Linked DNA regions of Oryctolagus cuniculus: region 1 is linked to region 2. A link is a contact called in public Micro-C data. All regions are on one chromosome and are shown on one strand. The core of a region is the stretch at or near the end of the contact, and the rest is flanking DNA. Distances in the headings are between cores, read along the strand shown. Region 1 holds the start of LOC127483600 (alanine and proline-rich secreted protein Apa-like). Region 2 holds the start of ZNF438 (zinc finger protein 438).

Region 1 (4,804 bases), core at 845-3,344, 230 kb before region 2:
TGCAAAATAACGAGGCTAACATCAAACAGCACGGCTTGGACCCATCGGCGACGAGCGAAACGCATCTGAGAACAAAAAGAGATGGGAGGACAGAGTGAAAAGTGACGAACATGGAAGGTACCTGTGGTGGCACAGCGCTATCTCAGACACCTTTTGTTTTCCCAGCGTCGTGCACACTGCGGACCGGCCGCTGCCCGCTCAGCTCCTCTGCGGATCGGAGCACAAAGGAGAAGCCCCGCCGGCGGGCCGGCGAGCGGGGCGCACGGGTCCCTCCCCCAGCAGACCGGGGACGACGGAGGGCCCGCAGCGCAGCGGAACACCATCTTTTTTTTTTTTTTTTTTTCTACCTGCACAAGTTGCCATTTGCTGCAGCGGCCCCGGCCTCCTTCTCGCGGCGGCTCCCCGCAGCTCCCCGCAGGGCCTCTCCCACCTCAGTCATCTGTTGATATGCCCACCGCGAGCCTCGGGGAGAAGGGCGGCCGCCCGCTCCGCCCCGCTCAGGTAAACATGTTGACAGCGGCCGCACAGGCGCGCGCCGGCTCAGCCCCGCGTGTCACACACATGTCGTCAGCAGCCGGAGGAGCCCCCACGGCCCGCCGCGCGAACCCACTTACCTCTCATAAAAGCCACCTCCACCGACCGCCGGCGCGCTGCGACAGGAAATTAAGGTCGCCGTCGCCGCCCGGGCTCCCTTCCTGGCGGCGGCAGCTCGCCGCTCCGCGATGACGAACGAACGCCGGCAGCCACCTCGCGGTCCCACCTAGCGCGCAGCCCCCCGACCCACGCCGGCGCGGGCATGCTCCTGCCGGGGGAGGGCCTCCCGCACCTGCCCCTGCGCTGCGCGGGAGACCCCCGCCCCCCGCACACGCACCGCCGACTGCCCACCCGAGCCGCCGCCGGGGACACCGGGCGCGGGGGCGGCGCGCGCGACCTGTCCGCGAGACGCCCATGGCCCCCAGTGGTGCTGCTTTTTTTTTTTTTTTAAATCTGGGAGCCACCGCGATCCCAAGGCAGGCGCCTTGGGTCCTCCCCGCCCCCCCACCAACTCTCCCATCCCTGGCTTGGAAGGAAAAAGAAAAAAAATTAATAAGAAAAGCCAACAACTCCTTTTAAAAATAACGCAGGAGCCCGAGCGGCCCCGGCGGGTCCGAGCCGTGCGCGCGTCACTCCTTATATAGCCGCGGCCGCAGCACGGCCGTCGCCGCCCATTCCGAGACAAACAGGTACCCGGCGGGGGCCGCGGGGCCCCGCGCAGACAATACCACGCGGCGGACCCCGCGCCCAGCCGGGGCCGCCGGCGATTTCCAGCGTCTCCCGCAACTGCCACCCGCGCGGGCGGCCGCCGCCACATGCTCCCGGGGGTGCGCGCTGCCCTGGCGCACCGGCACCCATGCATCCACACACACTGCGGCGGGCGGACCCGGGCGTCCGTGGGTCCGCCCGCCCCCTCCCCCGCCGGAGATGCCCCCCCAGCGAGCCCCCCCCCCGCCGGTCTCCGGCTTCCGCGCTCCGTGCGTCCGGCCCAGGTAACAACTCCCGCTCCCCCCCCCCCCAAAAAAAAAAAAAACCGAAAGAGAAAAAAAAAAATGAAAAAAGCCCCGGGGGCGAACGCACACACAGCCCAGCCGCCCCCACTCCCAAGGCACCCCCCCCCGGGGGTGGGGGGTGGGGGCGGCGTCCCCGGGAGGAGAGGGGGACCCGAGCTGTGTGCGGGGCTCCCCGGTCCCGAAGCCCAGGTAACAACTCCACCAACACGCCCGCCACACACACACACACACACACACACACAGGGCTCCCCCCGCAGCAAGCAGCTGCCCGGTGCCCCCTCGCCGGCTCCCCCGCACCGTGGGGACCTCCCTCTCGGGGGGCTCCTGCCCCGGAGCTCCAGGCTTCGGGGAGGGGCCCGAACGCGCCGCGGCGAGGAGGGGGCGTTGAGGGACCACCAGCACCCCCCGCCCCAATGCCGCCAGCGCGCCGCTCCCAACTTTACCGCCGCCCGGCCGCGCACCGCCGGCGCCCGCGCACACGCGCGCACGGACGACACGCAGCCCGCGGCCGCCCGTCCCGCCGCCGCCGCCGCCGCCGCCGCCCGCAACGCCCGGCCCGGCCCGGCCCGAGCGCCGGCCGCGGAAGCCGCGCGGCGCGGCCAGCGCCGGGCACAAGTTTGTTGCTCGGCTGCCCCGGGGGGCCCGGGCGCTGGGGGAGCAGGGGCGCCGCGAGGGCTGGGGAGAAGGAGGGGGGAGGCGCCGAGGGGCCGCAGAGTGGGCAGAAAAGTGCGGCGAGAAGCAACAGCCGCTCCCGCCGCGACCCGAAAAGTGGCCGCCCGCCCCGCGCCGGGGATGCGGCGGCGGCGGCGGCGGCGGCTAACGGTCCCGGCGGGCGGCAGGGGCGGCGGGAGCCGCTAGGCGGAGAGAGCCCAGGTAAGAGACATAACGGTTCAGGGCGAGCGGCCGCGGCGCCGCGCCGGCAGCGGAGGGGGGCAGAGAGCACTACTTTCTACTTTCCCACTCCACTTTGCCCGTCCCTGCCCCGGCCGCCCCCGGCCCGGCGCGCCCCCCTCCCCCCCGGGGGCGCCCCCCGGCCGCCCGGCTCCCCCGGACTCCGCCGCTCCCCGGGCCCCTCCGCCGCTCACCGTTATTGCGCCGCGGGTTCGCCTGCTTTCTGCGCTTACACCTGGGGCCATCCGCCATGATCCTCTCGCTTGTGTCTAAATGCTCGAGTCACCTCCTCCCCCTCCCTCCCTCCCCCTTCCCCCCCCACCAACCCCTCCGCCTCCACCCCTCCCCCTCCCCCTCCCCACCGCACCTGGTTTACGACACTCGCGGCTTTACGACATCACCTTCCTTACACCTAGAGGCGCTCGCTCTACGGCCGGAACCTCGTTGCTAGGGACGGGATGGTTTGCGGCCACCGCGGACGCCGTGGAGTTTGAATGCGAGGGGCGAGGGAAAAGAACTTTTCCTCAGGTGTGGTGGGGGGTGGCGGGGGTGCGTGGGGACGGGGCGCGGGCTTGTGGGGGGGGGTGGTCACGAGGGCGACGAGCTGTGTGTGGGAGCGGGAAAGGTAAAAAGTCGGAGGCGCCTTGGCGAGCTGCCGCGCGGCGCTGGCCACACCCGCCGTGGCCGCCCGGGGCAGGCTCGCGTCCCCCCGCGGGACCCCCGCGCCCGTCCTCGGGGCGCGCTCCGGGTGCGCGGTGGGGGCCCGGCCCCGCGCGGCGTGGACCCGCGGCGCCGCCCGGGAGGCTACCTGGGCCGCCGGCCCCCGCGTGGCCCGGGGCGCCGAGTTCCGCTCGCGGGCGCGCCGGGCAGGAAAGCGGGGTGAGGAGGAGCCGCCCCGCGCCGGCCTCACTTCCTCAGGGGCGCCGGGCCGTCACCTGCCGTCCCCTCGCACTCGCCGTGGGCGGCAGCCGCGGGCCGTGGCCGCCCGGCAGGCTCTCGCCGCCGCTGCGCGAGTTCGGGGGTCCCCGAAAGACCCTGGGCACGCGACGCCCCGCCGGGAGGCACCTCCGGCACCCCGGATTCGGAGTTGGCTGACTCTTCCTGCCGCCTGCAGCCGCGCCGGCTTTGTGCGGACCGCGAGGGAGGAGTCGCGCGACCGTGTTAGAAGTCGCGTCCAGCCAGCGTTGTGCTGGGTCGCGTAGTAGGTGTTCAGTTAGTTTGTGCCTAGAATTTGTTGGCCATGCCCACGACAGGATTTTTTTTTTATTTTTTGTTATGTGAAAATTATCTCTTCAGCACTCTCCAGAATTTTAGAAGATTTCATGGATCACTTCTTTAAACCTTGCAGCAGAAATACCCTTAGAGCCAAAGCCTGGTGGCTTAGAATGAGAAAGTTTAATCCTGAATACAGATGAGAACTTTCTCTCCCAGGTAAATGCGTTATTTCTTGGTGCGTGCACACGGACTGTAAGTAATTCCCTGCTATGCATTATATCTGTGTAGCTGGGTAGAGCCATCAGTGTCAAAGCCGGAGCCCTTATTACGGTTTTAGGGACAGGCAGTCCTCACTTTCCTCGACACCATGTCAGCTGGAAGTGTCCCCTCTGCGCCTAGATCAGTGATAACCACCCCCCCACACACACACGCCCCTCTTTAAGACCTCTGTAGTGTTCTAACGTTGCCTTCCGAATCATGTCACAGACTCCTTTTGCCAGTATTTGCCCACTCCCCTCCCCCAACTTTTTTTTTACACCCACCTTGATTCCTAGCCAGAAAATCAAAAGATATTTTATAACTAGCACATGCTTTACCGACCCTTAAATTTCTTACACGTGCCGTTTTCTCTTTCTGGCCTGTGCCTCCCCAAGCAAATTTCTTTCTGTCGTCATCATCACCTTGAAATCATGGACAAAGTGAGGAGACAAACTGAGTAGAAGTCATCGTCTTTTTTACTTTAGTGTTTACTGGTTTAGTTAGTTTGGGCCAGACTTTATTTAACTGCGTGGTACCTGTCCAAAGTTTTCAGTAAGTTTTTTTCTCGTTTACTTCTATGTCCTTAGCACCTAGTAGAGTACCTTGCCACGTGGTAGATGCCTTATGGTTCATAAATTTCTGTTCTGAACCTTTTCTTGGCAATAAAATGATTAATGTACCTTTATCACATGAGTTCTTCAGAACAGTTGGGATCATGAATGTGTCATTCATATCCAGTCTAATTGCTCTTGATTTTATTTCTCCATAATCATTTTCCCCAAACGATGAAGTCTATATACTATTTTATATATTTATTTGAAAGGCAGGGTTACATAGAGATGGAGAGACAGATCGATCCTCCATCCACTGGTTCACTCCCCACATGGCCACAA
Region 2 (5,051 bases), core at 587-3,086:
TTGTTATCTGTGGGTTGTTATCTGAAACCCAGGCAGATCAGTGAATATGGCTGTGGGGTCTGGAGTATGAGTGCAGGTCTTGCCACCGTGTGCCCTGGTCTCTGCACCATGGCTTGCCTCCTCTGAACAACACTCACCTCACCTACCTGCACGGATGACGTGCTTAGCATACAAGAAACATTCAAAAATTCGCCACTGTGTTTCTTTTCCCCATGTATTTTCCCCTTGTATCACAAATTCTCTCTTATTTTAGGTTCAGCTTTTCTCAGCTTGCTAAGAAGGAGCCAGGGATGCATTTTGTGCACCGAAAGAGAGGCGGTCAGACGACCAGGGGCAGCAGGTAGCAACCTGAAGGGACCGCTAGGGAGAAAACCCAGGGGCCAGGGTAGAGGTCTCACACCTGCCAAGGCCAAGGCCAAAGCTCGAGGTCTCGGGGTCTGACTGCCTCAGAGAAAGCGGCGCATCTCTCCTTACACTTGCTCTCACAGCAACACTTCTGACCCTAGTGTCTGGCCACTCATCCGGAGAAATTCCAGTGTATTCTGCATTGTCTCACTCATTTCAACTGGACATGCCCTCTGCCCGAGTACTGGAGGGTTCAACCAGGGACATCAAGAGGAAACAGAATGCTGAACCGAACACGGGAAGCACGGAGTAAATTCCCGTCTTTCGGAGGCCAAAGTCTCCCGTGTTAGAGTGTAACACCCTCGTGGTCCGCTCCTGGGCTACTCCCACGCCAGTGTAACTCACCCGCGGGTTACTCCCAGAGGCGTGCAAACCATTTCACCTCCGCAAAATGCCAATTTGGGGGAACGACGCGCATGCGCACACTTTATAGGCACAGGAGTAAGGAAGACAAAACTGCAGGGTTTCTTAACACCGCGTGGGAAACCTCGGCATCGTCGGAAAGGGGAACCTGCCCTGAAACAGCACCACTGTCCAGGGCTGCCCCGCGGAACCCCTCCCGGCTGTTCACCCCGGTTTCACGTCCTTGTCTAGCTCCTTGCTCTTTCCAGCACCCCCTCCTTGGGGCCCGTGTCCCCCCAAGGCCTGCTTTTCCCGTTCTTTAATCCGCCCCCCCGCCCCCAGCCCCGGCATCTCCGACCGGGCGGGCCACCGAGAACACAACCGGAAGTGGAGTTAATATTGCGGTTGGCGGTCCCTCGCGCCTTCATTTTCCCTTTTTATCCTCGGACCCAGCCAGGGAGCGTCACGTGAGCGGTGGGGGGGGGCAGGGAGAGAAAGTTTACACCGGCGACGAGCTGTCCACACGTGCTCAGCCGCCTCACAGGTTATTAAACTGCACAGCGGCTCCCCTGAGCCCAAACGGGAGAGATCTCCTAGGAACGGGAGAAGCAAAAAAAAAAAAAAAAAAAAAAAACCGGGAAGGGGGTCGCAGGCAGGGCGGAAGCGGTGCGCATGCGCGCGCGCCCCGCAGCCGGAAGGGCGGAGCCTGGAGGGCGGGCCCAGCCTGGGTGGGCGGGCCCGCGGCCGGGCGGGGGCGGGGCTGCTCGCAGCCAGGGGCGGAGCTGAGCCCGCCAGCCTGAGGAGCCGGTGGCACCTGAGGGAGCGCAGATGGCGGTTTCCACACGTGGCGCAGTTTTAACGAACATGTGAGGCGAGCAAAGGCAGCGCCTGTGGAAAAACTACTTCACACACGCGGCACCCTACTCCATCCCCCAGGGCGACGGCTTGGGGTTTTCTGTCGCCGCCTGTCGCTCAGTCCATGTCTACCTCCTCCCCCCCGGCCCCCAGGGCGGGGCTCTCGGGACAGGCGTCCGTGCGTGCGAAGCCCACCGGCACGCGGCCACAGCACCGTGTGCGCCTGCGCCTGGCGTCGCGCCGGGGCGGGGCAGCCCAGGCGAGGGCGTGTCTCCCGCGCGGCGCAGGGGGCGGAGCCTCGGCGCCCCGCCCCGCCCCTCCGGGGACTGACCTGCCGGGGCGCCGGGCCGGTGACGTCAGCCCGCCGTGACGCGCGCTGTGGGATAACTGTAAGTTTGTGAGGATCCTACAGCTTCCTGGGTGTGCGGGGCCCGGGTGTGTGTTCCTGGGCAGGCCAGGCGGCGGCGGCGGCTGTGGGGGGCCTTTGATCTCTGGGAGGCCGGGGGAGCCGCAGAACCTGGAAGGCACAGGTGCCCGCTCGGAGCCCGGGCGCGCCCTCCTGGCGGGAGGGAGCAGGGGTCAGGGGAGGCGAGGCCGCGCCCCGCGAGGCGGGGCCCCGCACCTTCTCCCTTGGGGCCCGGAGAGCCTCTGGAGAAAGTTCAAGTGCAAAGTCCTGCCCCGCGCCTTCCTTGATAAGGGGTCTTGGATTGCTTCTAGTCACCCCCTGGGCCTTGTGGGTGGACATGCTGAGCCCCGTGTGGAGGGTTCCCTCAGGGACTAAGGGATCCAGTGTCCCGGGTCAGCCCCTGGGCCCTGCGGGTGGACACGCTGAGCTCAGGTGGAGGGTTCCCCCAGGGACTAAGGGATCCAGTGTCCCGGGTCAGCCCCTCGGCCCTGTGGGTGGACACGCTGAGCCCCGTGTGGAGGGTTCCCTCAGGGACTAAGGGATCCAGTGTCCCAGGTCAGCCCCTGGGCCCTGCGGGTGGACATGCTGAGCTCAGGGCAGAGGGTTCCCTCAGGGACTAAGGGATCCAGTGTCCCAGTCAGCCCCTGGGCCCTGCGGGTGGACACACTGAGCTCAGGGCGGAGGGTTCCCTCAGGGACTAAGGGATCCAGTGTCCCGGGTCAGCCCCTGGGCCCTGCGGGTGGACACGCTGAGCCCTGTGTGGAGGGTTCCCTCAGGAACTAAGAGATCCAGTGTCCCGGGTCAGCCCCTGGGCCCTGCGGGTGGACACACTGAGCTCAGGGTGGAGGGTTCCCCCAGGGACTAAGAGATCCAGTGTCCCGGGTCAGCCCCTGGGCCCTGCGGGTGGACACGCTGAGCCCGGGGTGGAGGGTTCCCTCAGGGACTAAGTGATCCAGTGTCCCGGTCAGCCCCTGGGCCCTGCGGGTGGACCCACTGAGCTCAGGGCGGAGGGTTCCCTCAGGGACTAAGTGATCCAGTGTCCCGGGTCAGCCCCTGGGCCCTGCGGGTGGACACACTGAGCTCAGGGTGGAGGGTTCCCTCAGGGACTAAGGGATCCAGTGTCCCGGGTCAGCCCCTGGGCCCTGCGGGTGGACACGCTGAGCCCGGGGTGGAGGGTTCCCTCAGGGACTAAGGGATCCAGTGTCCCGGGTCAGCCCCTGGGCCCTGCGGGTGGACACACTGAGCTCAGGGTGGAGGGTTCCCCCAGGGACTAAGGGATCCAGTGTCCCGGGTCAGCCCCTGGGCCCTGCGGGTGGACCCACTGAGCTCAGGGCGGAGGGTTCCCTCAGGGACTAAGTGATCCAGTGTCCTGGTCAGCCCCTGGGCCCTGCGGGTGGACACACTGAGCTCAGGGTGGAGGGTTCCCCCAGGGACTAAGGGATCCAGTGTCCCGGGTCAGCCCCTGGGCCCTGCGGGTGGACACGCTGAGCCCCGGGTGGAGGGTTCCCTCAGGGACTAAGTGATCCAGTGTCCCGGTCAGCCCCTGGGCCCTGCGGGTGGACCCACTGAGCTCAGGGTGGAGGGTTCCCTCAGGGACTAAGGGATCCAGTGTCCCGGGTCAGCCCCTGGGCCCTGCGGGTGGACACGCTGAGCCCGGGGTGGAGGGTTCCCTCAGGGACTAAGGGATCCAGTGCCCCGGGTCAGCCCCTGGGCCCTGCGGGTGGACACGCTGAGCCCGGGGTGGAGGGTTCCCTCAGGGACTAAGGAATCCACTGTCCCGGCTCGCCTTAGGACCTGGTGGGTGGCCAGACCGTGGAGGATAAATCCTAAGGTAACCTGCCTGCTGCCTCAGTTTCCTTTTTCTTTCAAGTGGAGGTAAAGCAGCCTCTGACCTAGTCCATGATGGCCACAGAACCAGAAACATGGTGAGGGGGCGTCAGAAAAGGCACGCTTGTAAACTTGCTGGGGGAGCTTTATAAAGAAATCGGGTACCCCCACCCCGGGAATGTGGTGACTGCTGGCCATTTGACAGAGGGTCTTGATCTTTCAATTTTGCCATCTCCTCACTTCTCACCACCACCACCCTACACCCCTTGCCATTGTGATCATGGACAACACTTGAGCTCGTGGGGCAGCTTGAATGATCGGTCATGGAACTCTGTGGAACAGGAATCAAGAAATAACTGGTAGCATTTTCACGGTGTTCTTGGCAGTCATATCTGGGCCCCTCACCTTGTCTGGTTTTTGCAGACAAAGCTGTTAGCCTGCTGTGACTGGCATGTTCTGCTCAACACAGATATAGCACGTTTTAGGGCCCGTGCTCTGTCGACTTGGAATGTGCAGTCTTCCCTATTTGATTGCTTGAACCTCTTGGCTAACTCTTAGTATGCTACTGATGAGTTGGTCCTGTACTCTAACAGTTCTCCAACTCTGGGACACATTTGTCAGGAACTTTGAAGGGAGAGTGGTGTGCATGTCTCAGGGTGTATTTATACCATGAGGTTGCATTTCTGTAAATTGAGTTCAAGGGTGAATAACTTCTCATCCCGGGAGGGGAGAAGAGCTTTAGACTCAAAAAGAAGTGGTTTTGATTTGTTTTTCCTCTCCTATTTGCTAGCTCTGTGTACAAAGACAAGTCAGCCAAAGTTGGATCTTTCTGAACTCTAAAATGGGAAATGGTACTTCCGCTGTTGCTCTGTCAAGGGTCAGATGAGATCCTGAAAGTGACAATGAAGTATGGTGTTGTTATGAAGAGAGTTGCATGGGTGCCCTAGCCCAGATGGGATGCGAGTGTTCAGGAGTCGTAGTCTGAGTCAGAACTAGAAATAGAACCGTCTGGAAGACAGGCTCCAACTTAGTGGTGCTCGTGTTACAGTGGGAAAGTAACAAAGAGTAAATGCATAATACGGTTTCACATAGTGATCGGTGCAGTAACATAAAGGGAGGTCAGCAGGCAGCAGCGGCCCAGGGAAAGTTGTTTTACAAAGGGCCTGTGAGGGAAGGCCATTCAGGGGATCTCAGTGGTGGGAAGAGCTTGGGAAAC

The links. Hi-C and Micro-C count contacts between places; a contact is called where the count stands out from the background.
Region 1: a Micro-C map of ear pinna shows a contact between it and region 2, with 5 times the contacts expected there. The contact joins the promoter of LOC127483600 here to the promoter of ZNF438 in region 2. A contact is called at or near these places in 2 of 6 Hi-C or Micro-C datasets (ear pinna and an unstated tissue).

What each region holds. Positions count from the first base shown.
Region 1 is chr13:101,882,810-101,887,613 of mOryCun1.1, reverse strand. It overlaps LOC127483600 (alanine and proline-rich secreted protein Apa-like), which reads left to right and starts at 2,094. Exons shown (of 2, transcript XR_011381726.1): 1 at 2,094-2,420. ZEB1 (zinc finger E-box binding homeobox 1) reads right to left here and starts at 2,937. Exons shown (of 9, transcript XM_070056087.1): 1 at 2,806-2,937.
Region 2 is chr13:101,650,870-101,655,920 of mOryCun1.1, reverse strand. ZNF438 (zinc finger protein 438) reads left to right here and starts at 1,836. Exons shown (of 11, transcript XM_070056065.1): 1 at 1,836-1,991.